Linked DNA regions of Arachis hypogaea: region 1 is linked to region 2. A link is a contact called in public Hi-C data. All regions are on one chromosome and are shown on one strand. The core of a region is the stretch at or near the end of the contact, and the rest is flanking DNA. Distances in the headings are between cores, read along the strand shown. Region 1 holds the start of LOC112800712 (sugar transporter ERD6-like 6). Region 2 has its middle 16 kb from the start of LOC112800710.

Region 1 (7,676 bases), core at 381-2,880, 79 kb after region 2:
TTATAAATTGTTTAAAAAAGGTTATACTTTGGTTAATTGGTTAAGTTATTATAATTTAGGTTAAATTAAGAATTAATATTAAGTATGATAAACCAACCCATTTTATCTAATAATAACTAAATATGTTACAAGTAATAAATTATTCTTTATTTTAGAGAAGATCGGAAAAAATACATTTTAGAAATTTACCTAGAACTGCAAGTGCTCTCCAGTTAACAAAAAGGCCTAGGAGGTATGCCAACATTATTCCAATTGTGATAGAGAGCTGATCAACAAATATATTACAACTTTTATTTCAAATAATAATATATATAATAAATATAAGAGGTGAGAAAAAAGAGATGAAGTTTTGACTTTTGAGAAGCAAAAGTAAGTGGTACCTGATTGACCGATCCAAGGGTACCTCTCATATTTTGAGGTGATATCTCAGCTATATAAACAGGAACCTAAACACAAAGTTAAAGGAAAACCCATAGTACACTAATTTCACTTAGAAATCAAAGTCCAAACAAAAAAAAAAAAAAGATGAAAGGGACATCATGATTACCACGTAAGAGATTATACCAACGCCGAAACCTTCCAATAATCTCCCCATAAACAGAAAAGATGAGTCCTATATCAGTAACAACAAATTAATACATCCATTAAAGTATTAAACCCCAATCTGTTAGTTGCTTATTAACACTTACCTTGGCAAAAGAGATTGCGAGCCATCCTATTATATTTGGGATTGCAGCAATCATCAATGACTGCATTCAACATACCAAAAGCATCACAATTCATTCCTGTATAAAGTCAACCTGGAAGAATGATTTAGTTTCTTACCCCTTTGCGACCAATGTATTCAGACATTTGACCACTGACTATAGCTCCCACCATCGCCCCCACATTGGATAATGATCCGAATAAAGAGAACTGCCCCCATCACAGCAAAAGTAAGCAAAACGGTTTATGATCCGAATAAAATCTAAGAAGGAAACAGAACCAACCAAACCTCTGAAAGTGAGAGCTTGAGATCACTAATTATACTTTCCTGAGTGGGAGAAGAATATCCACACTGTACAATGCGAAAAGGAGAACATTAAGGAGTGTATATATACCAAAGAGTGAGCAGAATTTGATGGTGAATGTTTATGTACCGTGAAACCAAACTGAATCGGACCCAGAGCAACGATGAGGACGCAGAAGAGAATGGAGACAGAGGAATCTCGCACCACCTGAATTGAAGATCCTACGATGCTGGACTGTCTAGAACCCAACATCTTGTACCAACTCCCATTGTGCAGGAATGGCTTCCTAAGCTCCTTGTTTCCATCCTCACCGCTACTGCTATCTTCTTTCGCCTCTCTCATACTAAGAATCTGGAAACTGGATCTATCAACAATCTATAACTGCTGTGTGTGATGTTTGTAACAATCAAGGTATTTGACAAGTGACAGTCATACAACAAAACATTGACACACATCTACCATGTTTTGTTTTTATATTAAAAATAACCACAAACTACAAAAAGCTTAACACGGTTGTTGCCTTCGTCATTTTCATTTCACCATCATCAAATCATGTATGATGTATGCAAGATGAATACAAGAGACAAACCATCTTTCTGGTGATATGTCACGAGGAGTTGCTGGCTTTGTGAAGATTAGATCCATCCAATTAATTATGGACCCACTAATAATTAAGTATCCTAATTAAACACATGGGATAACATTATTTAAAAGCCACTTCATTTTTATATTCAGTGTCCTTAATTTGACTTGGACCTAGAACAATCTGCTACCATACTACCATTCCATCCAATTTTACCACTTATTAATTCGACTTTGCATCTCAAAAAACAAAATATGTTTATGTATAAATATATATTATTTAATTTATTTTTAATATATATTTTATATTTTAAAATATTTTTATACGAATGAATAATTTATTGTTTGATTTTATATGTACCGTTACATCCTAAAATCCCACATAGTAATATATGTCTAAAAAAGTAATTAAACAGAAAAATATTAAGGGCCAACAATTTTATTTTATATTGACAAATATTTCTCGCCACAATTTTAATATTTTTAGTTTAATAACTTAACAACATATTTGTAACAAACACTTTTAAATATTGTTATTTAATTATTAATAAAAAATAATAAATTTTGCTAATCTTCTAATCTTATCCATAATTAAATAAGAAAGTAAAGTTACGAGAAATTCATGGAACCCTTCAGATGTACTTAAAGCCATATTTAATATTTTTCTCAAATAAAAAAATATAATTCTTGTATTTTTAAAATAAATATTTTGAGATATCATAACTTCAAGAAATTCATTCTATATATTATATTATCTAAATAAAAGATTCTCCGCAAGTTCACTTCTATTCGATTTATATACTAGAATAAATTATTAAAATGGTGCTAAAAAATTCGCATAACAGACAAAACAAATCGTGCAAGATATTAATAATAAATAAATTCTCATAAAATTTTAAAAATAATAAAAAGAATTAGATATTAAATATATATTTTAAAAAATAATTTTAAATATTAAATTTTGATGTAAATTTTTACAAATTATAATTAAAAAAATAAAACTTTTTATTTTTAAAATTTTATAACCAAGTGAAATTGTTTTAAAGAAAATTTTATTGAGAATGACCATATTTTTTAAAAAAAAAATCTAGATATTAAATTTTGTTTCGAATTTTTTTACGTACTTTTTAAATATTTATTCAGATATTGTCACAAAAAAATCAGATCTAATAAATAAATCGTTTATTAAATATAAAAAGTTATTGTTATTTATAAAAAATATAATATTTATTATTTTTTTGTCATATTTTTAAATTATTTATCAGTTGTTTTATTGATATAAATTTGTTTTATCAAAGGCTATTAGGAGTGTACATGGTTTGGCCCGGCCTGAAGATCCGGTCTGACCCCTAACACTTTAGGGGCTAATTTAATATGATTTCATCAGGTCTAAGGTCGGGTAAGGGTCTTAAAAATATATCCGGTCATTATTTCAGGTCGGGTCCGGGCCATAACTCGGATCACTCGAACTCGGTCCGGTGACCCAGTTACCATACACAATTAATATTTTGTGTTATTAGTGATGGATGATGATTATTCTTATGTGGAATTTAAATATTGTAAACTTTAATATTTTGTGTTATTAGTCATCATAAGATTATAAATTAATGTTTTATGTTTAAAATGCATAAGACTTTAGACTAATGCATAATATCGTGTTATTTGTATTTTTTAAAATATTTGGTATTATTAGACAATATTAATATTGATTATGGTTATGTTTTAATTTTAAAGAAGAATTGATTCTTGTTATATTTTTTTAAGTGAATTTTACTATGTGAATTGTGAAATAATGGTTGAAGATTAGGTGATATTTACATGCTAAAAATTCGATTTTTACCCAATTTTTACCTAGACCAAAGATGCGTAAGTTTTATCGGATTTAGAATTGGATTAAGATCTAAAAATTATGTCCGATATATATTTTAGATCAGATCTAAATTAAACTAAACCGAGTGTGGTTCGATCCATGTACATCCCGAATGGCTACTTTTTAAGTTGATAATTATAAAAATAAAATACTTTTACTAGAATAAACTGAATCGTAATACATATTTATATAGTTTTACTATCAACGCAATAAAACTAAAAAATTGCAGCTGTTGGAAATATAAGAATTTCCTAGACAATGAAAAGACCAGTTGTTGATTCCCGCCCTATTATGATTTTGCAAGTAATTTCACCTTAAAAAAATAAACATTTTTTAATCTTTAATAAAAAAAATTCAATGTTAATAGTTAACAAAATAAAGGTGTAAATACCTAATTCGGTCTTTGTCCATTTTTATGAAGGACAAAGCGATTTCTGTCCAAAAAAAATGACACTTTGATCCTCAATCTTTTTATTTTAGGACAATACGATCTCTCTATTAAAAAAATTATTTAAATAATAATGAAAATTGGTTTTGTGAGAGTTTTATTTGTACTATTAATAAGTTTGTTTTTGAAAAATTCATTCACCAATGGTAGTTAACTGAAGAAAAACTATCAATAAAAATGATGCCACAAAAAATAGTAATTGTAGTACAAATACTTTTTAAAAGAAAAAAATAACATCAAATAAGAAATGAAAAAAGAAAATTTTAATGTTGATAATATTAGTATTAGTGATGATGACAGTAGAGAAAATAATGATGATGATGATAAATCAATAAAAATAATAGAAGTATAAGCCATAATAATAAAGATGAAGAAAGTAATGGTAGTAGTGGTAGTAATTAACTATATTATTGAAAATAATTTTATAAAGATTTAAAATTTCCACAAAATATAAATAAAACCTCCCATAAAATCAATTTTTATTATTATTTAAATAATTTTTTTAACACGTATTATCCCAAAATAAAAAAATTAAAGTTCAAAGTGTCTTTTTTTTTTATAGAAATTACTTTATCCTTTGTAAAAATAAACTAGGACCGAACTGGTATTTACTCCAAAATAAAGTAGAACAAAGAAAAGTTGCCTTGTGCATAGAATACCAAGAGCCTATCCCCATAAATAGAAATAGAAAGACCTTTGGTTGCAAGGTAGTGTTGACTTATCCTCATTCTGTTGTTCCTTTTTCTCAAGTGTTTCTGAAAAAGAAAAATGAAGCGAACTCGATCTCAAACCAAAGAAAGCATTTCCGTCTCCAAATCAGAATCCCTAACCGCTTCCTCTTCCAAACTCCCATTTCGCGCCAAAAAGATCCCAAGACTCCCCTCTTCCTCCAACAACAACAAGAACAAAGAAACCCTCATTCCCGAAGATTCAACACCACCACCACTACCTACTCCGAAACCGTTGACTTCTACAGGGGAAATGGAGCTCGCACTTCACCACCTCCGTGCCGCCGATGTCACCCTCGCCGCCTGCATCGACGCCTTCCCGACGCCGCACTTCCACACTCACCGCTCTCCCTTCTTCTCTCTCGTCAAGAGCATCATCTCCCAGCAGCTCTCCAACAAGGCCTCCCAATCCATCGAGGACCGTTTCGTCGCCCTCTGCGGCGGCCCACACTCAGTTGGGCCTGACTCCGTCCTGGCTCTCTCGGCCCAACAGCTCCGCGGAGTCGGGATATCAGGGCCCAAAGCCACCTACCTGCATGATCTGGCAAGCAAGTACCGCGATGGGCTCTTGTCGGATTCGTCCATACTGGAAATGGACGACGAGACTCTCTACAAGAAGCTGACGATGGTGAAGGGAATTGGGCCTTGGTCGGTCCACATGTTCATGATCTTCACACTTCACAGGCCTGATGTTCTACCAGTTGGAGACCTTGTTGTTAGGAGAGGTGTGGAGCGCTTGTATGGGCTGAAGTCATTGCCTCAGCCTTCGCAAATGGAGAAGCTTTGCGAGCAGTGGAAGCCCTATAGGTCTGTTGGGTCTTGGTATATGTATAGGCTTGTTGAAGCAAAAGGAATATTGCCATTGCCACCACCAACATCCCTACTTTGAATTATTCACGTTTTTGCTATTTTTTGTTTTGGGCCTCATTAGGTAGTCCATTAATGAAACTACTTGGGCCTTCTTAAAGTGTACGAAGCTAATGAAGGCTTTATTGTTCTATTATGTGCCAGTAATGAAAGATATTCTCTTTCTTCACTCACTGTGCGAATTGGAAGAAAAAGACAAAAGGTGAGGATCATAAGGCATGACACGGGGCACTTTATATCTTGGGATAGATAGAGTAGAGCTTAGCACTATGAGACAAAGCAATAGACGACAAAAGATGATGCATCATTCATTCATGTTTTAAAGTTTTGTTCTCTTGCTTTAATGATAACAATAATAATGCGTGCCAATAAACTTGATGCTGCAAAATGCTAATCTATCTTTGTCTTACGTATTTACGTAACACAAGCAAAGCCGCAGAAGAAATAGAGACAACTGGCAATGAGCAAGAATGATCAAGTTAAGGGTTAAATGCACGCATGAACCTCGTATACTACAGACGTGGGACGTCCTTCCTGCGTTACCCGAATAAATGCCATTGCCCCGTACAAACACTATTATAGCATGTGAATGTGATGCAATATCGAAGGTTACAGTTTGACGTAATGTTGTTATAACAAATTAAAGAATCTTTACTTTAGGGCAGCCTATTGCAAAGCTTAGCCAATGACACTATTAGTGGCTAGTGGTTACAGAAATAAAGATATAAAGCCAAATTGCTAAGTGGCGATGATATATGTGCGGTAATAAGATTTCAGCGCCTGCAAATTAAGTTAAGTTGATCTAATAATTAGTTTATTAGTAAATATTAAGAATTTAAATTAAGACAAATAATATATATCTATTACGGATAAAATAGAATACGAATTTAGAGTATATTATATCCTACCTGCATTCTTAATATATTATATAAGTTAAAATTTAAAATAACTACTAAATTAATTGTTTAAATTACTAATTTAATATACTTGTTATTTAAAGAATAATGTTTGTAAGCATTTAGAATTAAAAGAAGAATGACACATTTATTTTTATTTGTATTATTTTAATTTTATTAAAAAATTAATAATTATGCTATTTATAATTTTATGTTAAATTTTTTAAAAATTTTATTATTTTTAATTTAAATTTAAATTTAATTTTTTATTTTTATTTTTATTAATTTGTATAAAATATAAAATAATTAAATTTTATATTTATTTAAAAAATTTTGATTTTCTTGTGGGTACGATAAAGTTAAAAAATTTAAGATACAGATAGGATTAATGTTAAAAATTTTAAACTGTATGTAAAATAAGATTAAATTTTAAAAAGAATTTTAATTTTCAGATAACAATAGAATAGAATCTGAACCTATTTTATTCTATCAATTGTCATCTTTTATTCAAAATTTTATATTGTATATATAGTAATTTATTAATTAACGATAAATTCTTAAATAAAATTTTAATATGTATAAGCTCTACCAATATAAATATTTGAAGCTAATAAGCTCCACCAATCTATTTGCATTTACCCACGTGCCCGTGTGCACTGCATGCATTTACCCACGTGCCCGTGTGCACTGCATGATGTGACCCCCAAATCTTTAACCATTATATTACCCCCAAATCTTTAACCATTATATTGAGATGAATAGATTTTGTGATTTATAATTATTAATTAATTATTAATAATACTTTTAATAATATAAAATTTTATTTAAAAATAAAAAATTATTTATTTTTTTTATTGATTAAATATTAATTAAATTTTAATAAAAATACTTATTTTTTCTTTGATTCTGTCTTTAAAAGTAGCTTTTTATTTTTAATTTAACATAAAAGTTAGATAAATGTAATACAAAAAAAATGAGGATTTAAATATATAATACATAAATATGAAAATTAGTAACGTTTTACATAAAAATTATTATATACAATTTAAATGAAATCATTAATTATGATTTCATAAAAGAAAAAAAATTTAAAAAAATTAGAAACAGTTAAATTAATGATTAAAGACTGAGAATTATTTAAAAATTTAGAATTATCAATTTAATAGAAAAAATTTTGTGCCATCAAAAGGAGGAGAAAAAGAGATTTCTCAAAAAATCAGTACTACCAATTTAAAAGAAAAAATTTAAAGAAAAATCGTGACTCATTTTTTCTTT
Region 2 (7,815 bases), core at 3,472-5,971:
ATAATCTTTATATATATATATATATATTTTGATGAATGTGATATATTTTTTATGTAAATAATCTTTTAAAAAGATCTAATAATTAATCTATTACCTTTTTTGTTTTAGTCCAAATTAAATATTTTTTTTATTGTTTTTGGAAAGAAAATTTTTTGAGGAATTTAATAATATGTGATGAGGAACATTGAATAAATTATATAAAAACCAATTAAAACACAACATAAAAACATCTTTAAAAAAAGACGTTTTAGACGTCTTTATCTGAGTGACCTCCTTATAATATTTGTTAATTGACAAGGAAAAACAAAAATAGAAGAATTAATTTTCGAATTATTTTTATTCTTTTACCACATTGCTCTCTTAACGGTCGCTCAATTGAATTTTAGTGGGGGTTGAAGTTGAGGATTATTTTTAAAATAAATAGTTTAATTATTTTATTTATTAAAATATATATTTTAAATACTATTTATAATTTTAGGTCTCATGACATATCTTATTTATAATATAAATGAAATATATATATATATTTTATTTACAGTGTAACTGAGATAAGATTAGTGGCGGAGTTTGAAATAAATTAAAATTTTGGGGGACCAGATAAAAGATAATTGTCAAGATGTTTTTTATATGGATTCCATTTAAAATAAGTTTGTCTAACTTCGTCTCTCTGATTTGGGTGATATTGTCAAATTTGAAGTCGTTTTTCAGGGTCTCGTTCCAAAAAAATAAGGTCAAACTCATCAGATGCAACTCGTTGAACTTTTGGAGGTTGTATCTCACTTTTTTCGTAATTCATTAACGTAGAAAAACTATCTACAAGTGTTTATATTGTAAAAGTTATATGTTTTCCTTCTTAAATATTAGTCTCCCTCTTAAAAATTGTATTAATTCTTTGATTTTTTATGATTATTTTATATAAAAATTTGAATATATATCTTGTAAAATATGTAAAAAAAAAAGTTAAAATGATAAATATTAAAATTTATAATATTTACTGAATTTTTTTATCGATTTATACAAATACAATAATATCAATACTTATTGAATATTTTAATATTTTTTATCATATAAACAAATTAAATTAAATAAACCGTAAAATATAAAATAATATTAAATTACATAAATAAAAAATACCTAATTTTTTATATTTGAACTCAAAAGTAAAGGGAGTGTTGCTTATTGAATAGAGAGCTGCGAATACACTCAGTTCAGTCCAAATTCAACATGTTTTGAATATTTAAAACTAAAAATTATTGTGCAATAAAAACAAAAGATGAAAATTAAATTTTAGTATTTTAAGTCATAACAAAATATTTGAGTCAGTTAAACTAATTTTTTATTTTTTAAAAAATATTACTAATTTTTTAATAAAAAATTTGAGAAACCACAGCCTCCTTTTTTTTAACTAAACTCCGTCCATAAATAAAATATTTAGTCTCATTCACAAACAAAATATATAAAATTTAATAAATTACATATTTTATTTACACGGTAAATAAGATATATTCATAATTATCTTTTTAAATCGGTAACGAGATGTGTATTACCACCAAAAAAACTATGATTAAAATAATTTCAATTACCACACTATTCAAAAGGTCTCATTCCTCACTTGTGTTATGCTATCTACTAAACCACGGCATTTTTTTCTTTCTTCCTCCTATTCGTCTTCTATCCTCAAACCCTTCACCTGTGTGATTTCTTTCTATTTTTTTTAAATATTATATATTTTAATTTTATACAATAATATTAAATTTAAATTTTTTAAATTAAAATTAATAATTTAAAATTATCCATTTGAAACATTTAATTAGCAAGAGACGACTAAAAATGAGAAGTTATTAAATTAAAAGAAGCATAAAATTGATGAAGAGTTATTAAATTAAGAAAAAATTAGAGATGAATAAAAAAGTGAACACAATTTAAACAATTATCTCTCCCATTTTTTCTATTTTATTTATATCATCAACCTTATGCTGTTTTTAATTTCATAACTGTTAAAAGTGTGTACAATTATTGTCTTTCTTCTCATTATGAAACTTGAATATGTAAAATTTTTAAATTTAAATCAATTCAATTTGATCTATTTTTTATGTAATTTTTGTAAGTACTAATTTAAATAGGTTAATTTTTAAGAAAATAATGTATTGATTTTAAATGGATAGTTTTAAATTATTAATTTTGGATTAAATAAAATTTAAATTGATATCATTGTATAAATTAAATTATATTAGAGAGGCAGTTTATCAAAATTTGAAATTTTTTAAAAATTAGATTAATTTAAAAAATAAAAATTAAATTAACGTTATTTTAATCATAATTTTTTTGTGATAATACACGTATTTCGTTTACAGTGTAAATAAAAAAATTGTATACATATTTCGTTTAATTACAAATATTTTTCAAATTTTAAATATTTCATTTACAAACAAAATCAAGCCAAATAAAAACCTGTAAACGAGATCAATAAAGCTCTACATCCAAATAAAATACTTAAAAAAGTTTAACCAAGTTATTATAACAACTTTTCAAATCACGCGCCTCCTTCTCAGTTTCCTTCTGCTTCTCCTTCTCCTTCTTCCGAATTCGCGCACGCAGGTTCTTCTTCTTCTCATCCTTCTTCTTCTTCTAAATTTGTACACGCAGGTTCTCCTCTTCCTCAATGTTGCGTCTTCTTCTCCTCCTTCGCAATGTTGTGTCTTCTTCTTTTTCTTTTCCTTTTTCGTTATCGTCATTGACAATAACACCAATATTTTGCAAACATCTTTATTAGTTCTGATTTTTTCTGATGTCATCATTAAATAATTTCGGGTCTATTTGTGTGTTAATTGAGGTTCACTTGATGCTGATGATAAGTATTGACCAAATTGTTTATTCTTTAAGTAATTTCGGTTCATTTCTTAATTTAATTGAGGTTCATTTGGATCCAGAAATGAATTTGATGTGTTCTGTTAATGATTGAGTCTTTTTGACTGTTTGTTCAAATCTGAACTAATTTTCGTTCATTTGTGTGCTAATTGAGATTCACTTGATATTGCTGATAAGTATTGACCAAATTTTTTATTTCTTAAGTAATTTCGATTCATTTCTTAATTTAATTGAGGTTCATTTGGATTCAGAAATGAATTTGATGTTTTTGTTGATGATTGAATTTTTTTGACTGCTTGTTCAAATCTAAAGTAATTGAATGGAATGGGGTATAATCTAATACAATTGAATAAAGTGATATGAATAATATCTTCTTTGCTAAAAAATTTGGTCACTATTTATCAATAGCATCAACTGAACTTCAATTAATACAAACACATCGAATTCATTTATGGATTCAAATGAACTTCAAATAAGCTAAGAAATGAACCGAAATTACTTATTAAGGAATAAAAAATTTGGTCAATACTTATCAACAGCATCAGGTGAATCTCAATTAACACACAAATGAACCGAAATTAGTTCATTTTTAAACAAGCAGTCAAAAGACTCAATCATCAACAAAACACACATATAATTTATTTTTGGATCCAAATGAACATCAATTAAGTTAAGAAATAAACTGAAATTACTTAAGGAATAAAAAATTTGATCAATACTTATCAACAGCATCAAGTGAATCTCAATTAATTTACAAATGAATTAAAATTAATTCAATTTTGAACAAACATTAAAAAAGACTCAATCATCAACAAAAATACATTAAATTCATTTCTGGATCTAAATAGACCTCAATTAAAAAGAGAAAAAGAAAAAATATAACAGCAACAACAATAAAAGAATGACGGTTGAGAGAAAACACGCAAAGAAGAAGAAAGAAGAAGACGAAGAAGAACAAGGAAGAATACGGAGAAGAAGAAATGCAAAGACGAAGAAGGAGGAAAGCGAAGAATAAGAAGGAAGAACGCGAAAAAAAATATTGCGAAAACGAAGACGAAAAAAAATATGTTTTGCGTTATTGAAATGCGCATGTACGTTAGTGTGATGAGAATTGTTTTTGTTGACTCTGGGTCAACTTGGTTAAACTTGGTTGCAAAAAACACTTAAATGTGTAACTGGATTAAAACGAAATATGTGTATAATTATTTTGTTTACACGTTAAATAAGATATGTAATAAAACCTAAAAATTGTAAATAGTGTCCAAAATACCTATTTCAGTAAATTAAATATTTATCTAAAAAAATCCCATTTGATATAGCACTATTGTCCTATTTTCATTATTATTATTGCATTTCTTTAAAAAATTCCTATCGTGTGCATAAAATATCATTTAGTGACACACAAAAAAAAAAAAAGATAAAACCTTATCTTATTGACTATATATTTTTGGCTTTGCCCACAAGAATGCGAGTGTCTTTTGAATTACAAAATCCATATCATTTGCATCTAATAATTTTTTATCTAGTAACTAGCTATAGTAAGGCAATTTAGCAGGAACTAGGGCGTGAGAAGATTTCAAATCAGTCAAATCAACCGTCAATATCCCAGATCAACTAACGGTTGTAATTAGCATCACATACTTATATAATCACTTTGCGCTATGATGATATTGATATGTATATATGGCAAAATGAGTTCTCCAGAATTCGAACATACTGCTAGAGTGCTAGTTCATGAATGTAGTAAATCGTTGTCATATGTTTGGATAAATGATCATCTTGGTAGGGAAAGGGGTGGACTGGGCGGACCCATTTCATAGGACAAGATAGGACCATTTCAGGTGTTTCAGTAAACTTGGACAAATTAAAAAGGAATTTCAATGAACTAATTTATTGATGGGTCACGATTTCTGGACAGAGCTAACTCAAAGTAAAATATTTCTTAAGTGGGCAAAACCATGGGTTGCACCGAGTCGCCTCATGTGGGCTAAGGTTTGGGGAATCCATGACCCAAAAAAAAAGTTGAGAGAGTCGGCTACCTCACACACGCTAATAGTTTTGGATCGAGTAAATCATTCTTTAGACATGTGTAGTTGTAACCAATTTAAAATGATGGAGTGGTGAATTTACTTGTCCCTTTAAATAAGGGAGTTAGTGATAAACTTTTAAATGGGACTCATAATCCTATAGTTCTGTACTTATTGTTTAGTTTACGGGTGATATAATGATGTGCGAATTGAAGCCCCTGATGATCACTATCAAATTTTAATTAGTGTTTGATACTGATGGGAGTTGGGGAAGAAGTTAATATAGCTGAATGTGCTTGCAGAGTTCGTTAATTTTGTTTTTGAAGTTATTTAGCTAGCTCTTGTAGGCACTTAGTGTGCTATGAGTTGCTATAAATTCTAGACTAACTAACTAAAAGATACTAATTGATCCGTCTATTGTTATAGTTTGGCTCTAACCACTTGTTATGTAGATTTTTATCAAATCTTGGTTGGTTTGATATCTATAGTTTAAGAACAAAATCTACTCTTCTTCTATGATATCAATTTCAACAATTATAGCAAAGATTTTATTTTTTGAATGAATAAAGAAAGAAAAAATTTTGAAAAGTAAATTGAAATTAAATTACTTAAAATTAAAATTACAGAAAATAATGAAAATAACTTTAAATTTAAAGAAAGCAATAAAATGCCTCCAACATAATCGAAAGACTTTGAATTCAAATTCAATACAGAATTTTAAAAAAGGAAAAAAAAGACTTTGCAAAGGAAATGTAAATTGCAGAGGAAAATTACAATGAATCTTAAATGAAAAGTAAAAAAGATAGAAGGAATCCAATAGAAAAAAACTCGAGACAGACTCAAAAAGTCGCTCGGATATGAATGTGAGTGTGCTGTAAGTGTTTTCTAAAGAGAAATTTCAACTTCTTTGATGCTACTGAACCTTCTTAATTTATAGAGCAACCCATCCAATCCTATTTTGCCAAGTGTCATACGTCGAATGATTCACAAGATAATTGTCCTGCCAAACACAAATCCAAATAATTGCTCCCTTAGTACATCTTATCTTCGATCTTAGCATTTCGACTTGTTAACTTCATTCTTTAATAATCTTGAATAAATCGAAACCTTTGATATCGACTTTTGTCTTCTCAATTTGACACCCTTTATCAATCCAGTTGGTCAAAAATCTTCAACCAACACCACCCAATACATCGGAAACTTAACAACAAAATATAGTGTGCTTATTTCTTTTATCAGGTATAATATGTTTATTTCTGTTACCAAAAGATTTGGTCAACACAATAACTAAATTGTAACACGTTCAAACTCTCATGTCTCATAAAAGAGGTAATCCTAACAAAGGAAATATACGCTAATCAATCTAAATACATTTGACTTATAATATACTCTAAATTTACTTGAGCGTCAAAGTGTCTTGGTAAATATCTAACCACCTGTGTTCTTTTCTGTAAATATCTAACCACCTGTGTTCTTTTCAAGCTGACGTATACCTCCTCCTCCCTAGAAGAAGATGAACTCATATTTGGATTATCAGACTAGTTACATATCATCATCAAGGCCAGATACACAAAAATATTTGGCGCCCATTATAGAGTCAAGCTTAATATCACCCCATTTTATTTTTTCCACTCTTTTTTCTTCCTTTTCACAGAACCTTCACCATGTCTGACGAGCCTACACCAATTCAAGCTGAATTATTAGCCGTGGTTACCGTGCTGCAAGCCGTAAATCAAAGAATGACCAATTTGTTAGCTCAACACTAGAACGAATGACAAGATGATATGATCGTAAAAATAACAATGGCAACCTGTGTGATGACCATACCTCGAAAACCAACTCTGTGGACACAACTCCAACCAAAAGGGCAACGAAATCCTGCAACTCCTTCATTTGAGAATGAGCTTCCAAATACCTACACATTTCACACTTCCTACAACCTTGAAGCCATAGCATGGACTTGATGACCTGAACATACATGTCAAGAAATTCCATTCTATGATGCTATTGAACAGCGCCTCTAACCCTATACAATGCCTTTTCTTTCCTAGATTTTTAGATGATGCTGTATTACTTTGATTTTCTCTTTGCCTATAGATTCTATCTCTACTTTTTAGGATTTCGCTAACCTATTCACCAACTTTAATAGCTTCCAAAATCTATGTTCATGATTTTGAATATCTCACCACTATAAAATAGGGCCAACCTGACGAGGTTTAGCAAGATAGCCATGAAGACCCCCAACCTCAACCAGAACGTCCATTTACATGCTCTTAAGAGCGGCCTCCGTCCTAGAAAGTTTTAGGAAACTATTACGGTAGCCAAGTACCTTCATAATTCTTCCTCATCCAGGCTTGTGTAGAATAGCAGAATAAGTAAAGTATTTATAGCATAAAAAAATATCTTCCTCATCATTAATATGTGTGCTTGCGGCAATTGTAGCCTCTCAAGAGAATTGATAAATGCATCAAAATTGATAGAATTTTTTTTCTATAATTCGGATATCAGAAAGATGACCATATATAACATGAAATTTCTCTGCCGATTCGTTCTAATCGAACATCTTGATCTGTCATTATACTTTTTATATCCGATAAATAAAACTACGCAATAGTGGTGTGGGAGGACATTGACCAAATAAATAAAAAAAGGGATAGTTATTACAAACATGTTCTTTGAATGATAAAAAAAGATATGTTTGCATCACTTTACCAGAATTTCAAGAAAATTTAATGGAAAAGGATATAGAAGAAACATTATACACAAAACTCATTAAACCCCTAAACAAGGCCATCATTTACCAAGTTCAAAAATATGTAGATAAGTCAAAATATTGCACATTCTGTCAAAAATATGAGCATACCACAAAAGATTGTGTTGTTCCAAAAGATCTCCTTGAGAGATTAGCTCGACAGGACCT

Evidence for each region. Hi-C and Micro-C count contacts between places; a contact is called where the count stands out from the background.
Region 1: a Hi-C map of an unstated tissue shows a contact between it and region 2, with 5 times the contacts expected there. The contact joins the promoter of LOC112800712 here to the enhancer-like site in region 2. A contact is called at or near these places in 6 of 8 Hi-C or Micro-C datasets (leaf and an unstated tissue).

Annotation. Positions count from the first base shown.
Region 1 is chr5:10,591,889-10,599,564 of arahy.Tifrunner.gnm2.J5K5, forward strand. LOC112800712 (sugar transporter ERD6-like 6) reads right to left here and starts at 1,631. Exons shown (of 18, transcript XM_025843080.3): 1 at 1,140-1,631; 2 at 995-1,057; 3 at 826-915; 4 at 690-749; 5 at 548-613; 6 at 381-446; 7 at 190-265. The coding sequence starts at 1,352. It overlaps LOC112800714 (alkylbase DNA glycosidase-like protein mag2), which reads left to right and starts at 4,508. Exons shown (of 1, transcript XM_025843082.3): 1 at 4,508-5,674. The coding sequence starts at 4,679. The coding sequence ends at 5,527.
Region 2 is chr5:10,509,345-10,517,159 of arahy.Tifrunner.gnm2.J5K5, forward strand. No RefSeq gene overlaps it. Among protein-coding and RNA genes, the nearest start is that of LOC112800710, 16 kb to the left of the region's middle. Within about 2 kb of position 4,722, at least 3 of the 3 cell types and tissues checked have open chromatin away from gene starts, as enhancers often do.